2 separate regions of the Canis lupus genome follow, and region 1 is linked to region 2. A link is a contact called in public Hi-C data. All regions are on one chromosome and are shown on one strand. The core of a region is the stretch at or near the end of the contact, and the rest is flanking DNA. Distances in the headings are between cores, read along the strand shown.

Evidence for each region. A called contact is a pair of places that touch in the nucleus more often than the background predicts.
Region 1: a contact with region 2 is called in a Hi-C map of blood, with 2.6 times the contacts expected there. The contact joins the promoter of TCF20 here to the promoter of NFAM1 in region 2. A contact is called at or near these places in 2 of 9 Hi-C or Micro-C datasets (amygdala and blood).

The regions. Positions count from the first base shown.
Region 1 is chr10:24,102,007-24,106,680 of UU_Cfam_GSD_1.0, reverse strand. It overlaps TCF20 (transcription factor 20), which reads right to left and starts at 1,494. Exons shown (of 6, transcript XM_038550333.1): 1 at 1,424-1,494.
Region 2 is chr10:23,963,584-23,968,485 of UU_Cfam_GSD_1.0, reverse strand. It overlaps NFAM1 (NFAT activation molecule 1), which reads right to left and starts at 2,822. Exons shown (of 6, transcript XM_038550330.1): 1 at 2,480-2,822. The coding sequence starts at 2,579. It overlaps LOC111097638 (a long non-coding RNA gene), which reads left to right and starts at 3,520. Exons shown (of 4, transcript XR_005365541.1): 1 at 3,520-3,668.

The DNA.
Region 1 (4,674 bases), core at 245-2,744, 140 kb before region 2:
AAATTGGGAGGCTTGAGAGAGTGGGTAACCTGGCCAGGGTTACAGTTTATTGGGGGGCAAAGCTAGAAATAGGTTCCTGGTCTCCCAGGTCGGACTTCGGAGCAGTTTCCCACTCCACCATGTGAGACGTTCCGCTGCCACCCCATGTAAGACGTTTCATAAAAGTCTTCACTGAGGCTGTTAACATAAGGGTCCAATTATCATTCAAAGATCTGCCTGTTAGATAATAGCTTGAAAAATTCCATCCATTTTACAGCAGTTACCAGAGTCATCGAATCTTGGAGGGGGGGAAAAAAAAGCAAAGAGGAAAAGGGAGGGGGGGAGAGAGAGAAAGTCCTAATTTTGATCTGTCCCCTAAGGGCAAACGAAAGGGATGCCTACAGACGAGCAGATCCCTAGCTCTAGCATCCACACCACAAACACAGACAATAATCCCCACCCACAGGCCCGGGAAGGCGACCGCTCCGCGCCCCCCCCCTCCCCAATATACTAAATTCCACTCCCATCCCGGCGCGCAGGAGACATTCCACCTCCTATCGCTGCCAGAGCCCGCTGGGCCGATGGGCCACGCTCCCTCCACCACCACTACCCCCCCCCCCGCCCCCGAAAGAAACGAGGAGCTTCAGCCTCAGGTCCCCACACCCCCACACCGGCGCTCGCTCGCACCCGGGACCGCCGGGTCTAACAGTCGCCCGGCTCTCCGCGGCGGGGGAGGGGGAGAAACCCCACGCAGGAAGTGTGTCCCGCGCTCCGCCCCCCGCCCCCCGCGCCGGTACCCTGCGCCCCGCCAGCCGGTACCTGTCCTCCGCCCCCAACAGGCGAGAAGCCGCCGCGTCCACATGGCTTCAGGTGTTCACATGGCAATAAACGGGCCCCCGTCCCTCCCGCGGCGGGGCGCGCTCCGACTCGCGGGCTCCGGGCGCCGCTCCCAGCCCAAGCCCAGCCCGCCCGCCGGCCTCGCCCCCAGCCGCCACCGAGAGGCGAGCGCCGCGGGCCGCCGGGGGTGCCGGGGGTGCCGGGGGGGGCGGCGCCGACCCGCGGACCCCTGGGCGCCGCCCGCTCACACCCGCCGCCTCCGCACCCCAGGCCGCGACAAGCAGGTACCTTCCCCCGACTGCTGGCCAAGCCCCGCCGGACTCCGCGGCCAGCCCGAGACCCCCCGGCGCCCCGACGCCAGGCCGGGCCCCTTCCCCCCGCACCCCCGGGCCGGGCCGCTCCCCTCTGCGCTCCCCGGGCCGGGCCGCTCCCCTCAGCACCCCGCGCCCCGGCCTCGGAGTCCAGGGGGCTCCGCACTCCCGGCCGACCGGGCTAGGACCTCTGCCCCCGGCCCCCAGCCCGGAGCCCGGAGCCCGGAGCCCCGGCCCGGCCCCAGCCCCTCAGCCCTGCCCCCTGCCCCTCCCCCTCAGGCCCGGGCGGCGGTTACCTGCGGGAGCCCCCCGCCCGGTCCCTCGGCCTCGGCCGGGGGCGGGAGGGGAGGGAGCGGCGGCGGCGGCGGCGGCGGCGGCGGCGGGCGGCGCTGCGCGAGGTGGGGGTGGGGGAGCCTCCGCCGCCTCCAGCTCCGGCGCCCGGGCCGGCGGCGGGGCGGGCCGGGGCCGTGGCCCCTCGAGCCTCGCTCCGGCCCGCGCGCTCGCTCCCCGCTCAGGCGCGCCTCAGGGCGGGCTCCCCCGGCGGAGGCCGCGGCCGCCTCGCAGGGGCCGAAGGCGGCTCGGCTCGGGGTTTTTTCTCTCCATTCTCCCAACACACAGGAAATAACAGAGCGTCAGGTGACGGCGCGCGGCCAATGGGGAGGCTCGGGGCCGCGGCGCGCGGGCGGGCGGGAGGGCGCGCGGCGGGGCGGGGCGGGGCGCGCGGCGGGGGCGGGGCGGCGGGGGCGGGGCCGGCGGGCGCGCGCGTGCCCACCCGCGTGCGGCGGCGCCGAGGCCTGCGCGCGCCGGGCCGGGGCCGCGGCGACCCCCGCGCGGGGGCCCGGGTCGCGCGGGGGGGCCCCCGGCAGCTGCCCGGCGCCGCGCGTGCGGCCGGCGGCTCGCCCGGGCCATCTTGGCCGGCGGCTCCGGGCCGTCCTGGGAGTGGCCGCGAGCCAACTTTCTGGGGACTTGGTGGCCCGGAATCCCTCCCTGGGACCTCTGGAGTTCCCTGGAGCCTCCGACGCCAGAGTCGCGCTCTGGCTTCCTGGGAGCCCGCGGGCGGGGGCCTGGCCTCCTCCGGGAACCTGCTCGGCGCGGCCCGGCACGGGGGCGGCTCCTGACCGCCAGGCGCCCTCCGGCCCCGCGGGCCTGGTTCCCTTCCCTCCTCCGCCCCTTAGCGCCGCGTGTCCTTGGATGAATGACTTAGGCTCTCTAGATAGCAGACAACTTCCTCAGTTTCCTCCGCAATAAAAGCGGGGAGCTGGGAGGCCCACCAACCTCGCATGTAGGAGAGATACTCACGGAAAGCCAGTTGCCTTCGCCCGCGGCGGCATTAAAACGCTGCAACGCCTGGCTGCCTGGACCCAGGGTCCAGAATTAATTTGGAGATAAGGTGGAGGATTTGCGGTGCCAAGGCCTCAGGCCGTTCCCAGCCTTCTGCAAACCTCATGTATGTTTTATGGAGCAAAGGAATGGCTTGGCTTTTTTTCTTTTCTTTTTTTTTCTTTTTTTTAAGAAAACCTCAGTTGTAGAACAACCGCTGAGTTGTTTGTTCCCTGTGACCCACTGCTATCAAAAAGGAGAAGGCCAGTGAGGGTAGGATGCGTTGAGAGTGTTTGTGATCTTACTTCTGACTCACCCAGAGATCCGGCCAAATTTCTGTCCAGGCTCTGGGCCTCAGTTTCCCACTGGTATAACAGAAAGGAGGAGAGTTTGAACTAGATGCTCCTAATGTTGGCTAAAATTTGTGGATTCCAGTTAGGCCCCCATCTACCCTAGATGTTAGGGGAGTATGTGGCTTCCTTTCCTGAAGCAACCCAACTTGAAAGTAGATTGGAATTGGAAGAGTGCTTTGGGCAGCAGGTGGAGGTTGATAGGAACCAGGTGTGGCCTGGACCCAGATTTCAGTATATTTGAGGTTACAAAGCTCCCCTGAGCCTGGCTCTGCTCTTTCACCTCTAGCCTCACCTAGCTACAGACACAAATGCTTTGTGTCACCTCAGGTCACCCAGGGAGGGTCCGTGCTGTGGCAACACCTGCCCCCCAGTAAAGGGATCTGATGCAGAGCCTCAGTTGGTTCTGGCACCTCAAGAGGATGTGGTTGGGGAAGGCAGTGATTTCTGCTGGCTTCTGTCCAATTTCACAAAGTGGGGGCTGGCTCCAATGTGGGTCAGGGCTATTCTTGGAGACTTGATTCCCCAACACCTCTTGCATGCCAAGCAGGGTGCTGGGCTCTTCCGGGGCCTAGCTGAAGAGGCTGCTAGGCCCTGCCCTCTGACTGTTCCATTGTTCTGTGAGTTTCATTTTCAAATTCTTTGGCACTCAGACTTTTAAAAGACCAGCCTTGGCTTCTGCTTAGGTCAGGGCTACAGAGGGAAAGGATGGGGGGACTCTCAGCACAGATGCATGTTTTCTGGACAAACCTGGAAGGATGCAGGGGAGCTTTCTGAGCACTGGGTGTTAGATGCACCCTTAGTTTCTTGAGAAAACTCATGAAGGGAAGCCCTTTTCCTTAGCCTCCTGCACCATCCTGCCTTCCTTTTCCATCCTCCTCAGCTCACTCAGGTCTCAGACAGAGGAACTGCAACATGAAATGGATGGCCACAAACTATGTAGAGAGCTTCACTCAAAAGGAAAGAATGCAGATAGAGACTTAAGTCCAGGCTCTTGTTTGCTCCTGCCTCCCATCCTGGGACTGATTCTCCCATCCTGGGCTCCTCCCTCCCAACCCTCTTGGACCCTGCCAGAACATTGCCCAGGCAACCTCTACCTGGAACCTTCCCCAGTCCCAGGGCAAGGCCAGCCTGGATCTCTTCACCCCTGGTGGCCTGTTACTTTTCCTTCTGGTACCATTTGGAAAAAGAACCTGTGGGCATTATGGCCGAAAGACAGATATGGGTTACTTCCGGGCTGTGTAGCCTTGGACAAATCACTTTATCTTTCTGAGCTCTGCTTTCCATAGTCGTAAAAGGGGTAATAAGATATCATGGGAGCCTAAAGAGATCTGCATGAAGAATTCAGTACAACACCAGGCACATGGTAACAACAGCTACCATTCCACGATACGGCCACAATAGGACACATGAGCAGACTGAGGCTCAGAGGGCAAGTTACTGCCCAAGATCCTACAGTGGCTGGAGCTCAACGGGGGAACTCCTCTTTGATCACATTAGAGTTCCTCTATTGTTCTCTTGCCTTCATCTATGAGGATCATGTTTTTCCTACCACTCTAAGGAAAAACAGTAGATCTGAGTTTGTTTTTTTTTCCCTCTCCTAACCTAGTCTACTAAAAAAATACTTATTGAACTGAATCAGTGGTTTCAATTCCAGAAGCAAAATTAATCCTTTCCCTCCTCCTCCGGCGCAGAGATGGCTTTGGAAACCCTGTGTCACTCCCTTTATTACAAACTCCTCTGCCCTCCTCCAGGCGCCTGGGCCACTCCGGGATTACAAATGGAGCCTTCTGCCTCTAGGTCACTGATTCTGCTACCATCTGTCAGCACGGATTGATTGAGGAGACTGGCCTGCTCGGCAGATCAGTGACTTGTGC
Region 2 (4,902 bases), core at 1,573-4,072:
TAAATACAGCCCGGAGTTCTGGGAAGGCCAAGTTCTGACATCTGCTGAGGATGCAGAGGCTCAGAAAGGTTAAGGGACTTGTCCGAGGTCACACAGCAGGCAGTGGAAGAAGGTAGGACCTGAGCCTGGTCCGCTGGGCCCCAAAGCCCTTGCCCTGTAGAAGCAGGGCTCGAGCAGATGCACAGCGAGCGGCTCCCAGTCTGGGGTTCGGATGACTCACCTCTGGGGGTGAGCAGTTGCCCACGAAACCACAAGTGGCTGCGAGACCCTTTGAGCAAAGTAGAATTTACGGAGAGCTCGAAACACTGGAGGGGAGTGGGCCTGAGACCCGGCTCACGACAGGAGGAGGAGGGTTGGGAGCAAGGGCAGTCCTGGGACACCATCCCACAGTGCGCCAGAGGCCACCGGCAAGGTCACAGGGACCCCAGATTGGCTCTGCTAGGCTGGAGGGTAGCTGACATTCTCTGAGCCCCGTCCACGTGCCCGAACCACTCAGTCTCAGGGGGTGACACAGGGAGGTCCTACTACCGCACCCATTTAACAGAGGAGGCAGTTGAGGCGCAGAGACATCAGGAACCTGCCCAGGCCCCTGCGGTGAACATCAGCGCCTAGATGGAAAGGCAAGCTGATTATGCCCTGGCGTATGTACCCAACACGCATCAGGGAAGTGGCACGCTGTCCCTCCGCTTCACGGACAGACAGACAGAGTGAATCAGGGCAGGGGCAGGACCAGGAGTGACTGTGCTCTCTGCTGTTCCAGGAGGTTCCAGGGGACCCTGAGGGTTTTTCACCTCTTGTGAAAGAGCAGACTTTCTCTTTTGTACAACCTTTGCTGCAATACTGGGGGTGGGGGGGGGAGGATCCTGCTGTTTTATTTACAGTTAAGACGGTTACAAAAGCGCCTCTTAGCGCAGTGTCCCCGCAAAGTGTGGTCCGCCTGCTGTTACCCAGGTATGCTGGGTCCCTTCTGGGGAGGAGGGGCCACGCCAAAAGAAATGATACTAATTTGAGGGAAATTAAGTTGGAAATGACCCAGTTGGATGCACTGTCACCAACAAGCTGCATTTCCTCGGGCCATCTCGTCACTGGCCATCTCTGGGAGGGAGCAGGAAGGGACGCAAGGTGTGCAAGATGAAAGGGGATGATGTCACAAGGGGCCCAGCCCAGGAGCCTGCAGTAGGGACCACAGTCAGCTCTTGCCTCCCTGGGGGAGGGAAATTTTTCTATGAGGAATGTTCTTTTTTTTTTTAAGATTTTATTTATTTATTCATGAGAGACACACAGAGAGAGGCAGAGACACAGGCAGAGGGAGAAGCAGACTCCTCGCAGGGAGCCCAATGCAGGACTCGATCCCCCGACCCAGGATCACGACCTGAGCCAAAAGTAGATGCTCAGCCTTCAATGGCTGAGCCACCCAGGCATCACATAAGGAATGTTCTCTACAAAGAAAGCCAGAGAGGAGCCCTGGGGCTCACTGCCAAGGGTCCTGGCTTAGGGTTCAGGCTGACTCAGGTCTAAACCTGACCTCCACTCATTGTCTAGATCTTTACTGTTTATGCTATTAAATGAAAGGCAGAGGATGAAGCAGAGTCGGGAGCCCTCCTGGAAGCCTCAGAGAAGACCAGGTGAATAGGAAGAAAAACATCTAGGCTGCACAGCAGGGTGGGGTGGGGGATCCAAGGAACCCCAGGGGGCCAGGGCTGCCCAGGGAGGGACTGAGCTGCAGGGAGGGACCCCAGTGAGGGCAGCCCCAGTGAGGCAAACCCTTGGGGGTGTCCCCCCAACCTGCTCAGCCAGGGATCTGGATGGACTTGCCCCATGGCACATGCCCCCAGGCCTGGCTTGGATCCAGGCCACCCAGTTTCTGAGCGGATCTGGGACCAGGGAAGGGGGTGCAGCATTGGCCCTGGAGAAAGGCATAAGCTCCTGTTATAAAATAACATAAGGTGGCCTCTGGGTGACTTCAGGAAGTGGAGACTGCCACCCCTTCTGGCAATAGTGACAATTTTGTGTCCCAGGGCACAATGCTTCTGTTGGCCAGCCCTCGGCCACCCCCGTCTCCCTGGTTAGCACTGGGAACGAGGCCGAGGCTGACCCTGCCGCTTGGCAGGGACAACGCGGTGACTCCACCATCAGATTCCTTGGGGGCAAGCTGTCCCTCCCCACCGGCCCCACACCTATCCTGACGCCCCCCCCCCCCCCCCCATACCGTGTTGAAGGCCCAGAGGTCAGGCTGCGGGAGGAGGGCTGTTAACACAGCCGGGAGGGGGGAGCGCTGCCCCCACCCCTGTAAAAGCCACCTTGGCGAGGCATTAGCTAAACATCTCCTGGCTCCCCGAAGGCTTCCCCTGTGAAGTCTGCAATGTTCAAACGCAACCAGCAAATCTCCCGAGACAGGTCCCCAGGAATTAGCTGCACCGGCAGATGAAAGCCGCTCTGATGTGCGAGCCAGGGAGCTGGTGGGAAGGAGGCAGCGTACCTGTGAGCTGCAGGGTCCAGGGGAACAGCAGCAAACCCAGGAGCCAGGGGCCCCAGGAGGCGGCCGGCGGGGCCCACCGCCGCGGAGGCCGGCTCTCCATCGGGGCCTCCTGTTCAGCCTTCCTCTTTCCTCTCGTCCTCGGGAGGGGATGGCCTGCTGGCAGCCGCAGTTCCCCTTTGAGTTCCCACAAAGCTCCTCCCTGGCCTCGCTTCTGCTTCCTCGGGGCCTCACTCGGTCTGCTCCCCTTAATGACCTTGGACTTTCTGAGCAGGCAGTGGGCACAGGCCACCAGGTGAGGAGTCCGGGGTTTCCTGCTCCACCCCGTGTGGTGTGCTGCTCCCGTCCTGGGTGCCCTTCTATCTGGTGGCCCATCCGGTAGACACTAGTGACCGAGGGGATGCAGGAGTCCCACGAGTAACTCTAGGGCTTGGTTTAGCTGCTCACATCTGAAACTTTTTTTTTTTTTTTTTTTTTAAGATTTTGGTTATTTATTCATGAGAGGCAGAGACAGAGACAGAGGCAGAGGGAGAAGCAGGCTCCCTGCGGGGAGGGAGCTCGATCCCAGGACCCCAGGATCATGCCCTGAGCCAAAGGCCACCCAGGCGTCCCACATCTGAAACTTTTAAAACTGTGTTCACATCACACAGCCCCAGCACTTGCCTCCTCTCTCACCCACCTGAAATGTCCTTCCTTCCTGAAGCTTCCCTCAGCCTGAGCTCACCCCTCCCCCACCAGCAGACAACTGAATTGCTTCCTCAGCGGGTGGAGCCACAGCCCCCTTCCTCGCCCCCCCTTCCTCACCGCCCCCCCGCCCACGCAGACACTGACAACAGGTAGGATAAGGCGTGGCCACCGCCCCCCTGCCCCCAGCACCCTGGGCTGTTACCCTTGGCATTCTGGAGCCCAGCCCGGGCGAGCTGGGTGAGGTTGGGGGCACAGACAGTTGCCCGCATGCCCCTGAGCGGCCCAGGGAAGGGGGCGCGGAAGTGGAGGGGATGGGGGTGGAGGGGATCCCGGCCCCGCAGAAGAGGCTGGGGTGAATGTGGTTGCGTTTGGGCGCATGCCAGCACTTCACCGCCCCTCTCCAGCAGAACCCATTAACCCTCGAGATGAATGCGATTATCCCAATTTGACGACAGACAAAACCGTGCCCCCGAGAGGCTGCGCAACTTGCTCAAGATCAGGGCAGGTGCGTGGGGCCAGCATCCAAGGCTGGGCTGTGCGAAGCCTGCTTTCTCCCCACCTCCACGGGAGCCCCGCTCGTGGCACAGAGGGGGGACCCTCTCCCCTTGTCAGCTTTGCACGTGCACCCTGAAGGCCGGAGGGACGCTGTTTCCTCCGTTTCCTCCGACCAGCAGCACGGGGGTGGGGGGGGTGGGGGGGGTGGAGGCCGGGAGGTGGGGACTGCCCCCCCAGGTGAGGAGGACGACATAAACGCAAGCCACCTCCTACCAGCTAGGGGGCGGCGGGGACCCCAGCGGTTTTGACTGTTGATCCATCACAGTGATACATGATCGCATATGTCACAGTGAGACACAGATAATCTGCTTCACGCTGCTTCCGACCTCCGGGGGGAGCAGGTTGTCTAAGCACCTCGATGCCATGGTGATAGACGTCATGTTAATGCCTCTGTGCACGGAGGGAGCGTTATAAAGGCATCGGTCTGTGCCTCGAGGAGTCTCTTTACGAGGCGTTGGAGGGCCCAGCGGCTCCCGTCCGCGCAGGTGCTGCTCTCTCTGCCCGCCCCGAACACAGAGCCCTCAGCCCCCAAACAACTGCACCCCCTTGGTCTGCACCCTGGGGCCCTGGGAGCTGCGCAGCCTCGGGGTGTGAGTCTGGCGTGTGGTCTCCTGTCTGCCCAGGGTGGTCTCTGTCACCTTCACCTCTGACTCCTCCTGGCTCGGCACAGTGTGGGCGCCTAGTATGTGCATAATAAATATCAGTGGATAGACGGGTGGATGGGTGGGTGGGTAGATGGGTGGGTGGGTGGGTAGATGATTGGGTGGGTTGGTGGATGGGTGGGTAGGTGGGTGGATAGGTGGGTGGGTGGATGGATGGGTGGATGGGTGGGTGGGTGGATGGGTGGGTGTGTAGATGAGTGGGTGGGTGGGTGGATGGGTGGATGGGTGGGTGGATGGGTGGATGGGTGGGTGGGTAGATGAGTGGATGGGTGGATGGGTGGGTGGGTAGATGAGCGGGTGGGTGGATAGGTGGGTGGATGGATGGGTAGATGGGTGGGTGGATGGGTGGATGGGTGAGTGGGTAGATGAGTGGGTAGTTGGGTGGATGGGTGGGTAGGTGGGTGGGTGGATGGATGGGTGGATGGGTGGATGATGGGTGGTTGGGTGGGTAGATGGGTGGGTGGATGGGTGGATGGGTGGGTAGGTGGGTGAATGGATGGGTGGATGAATGAATGTATGGGT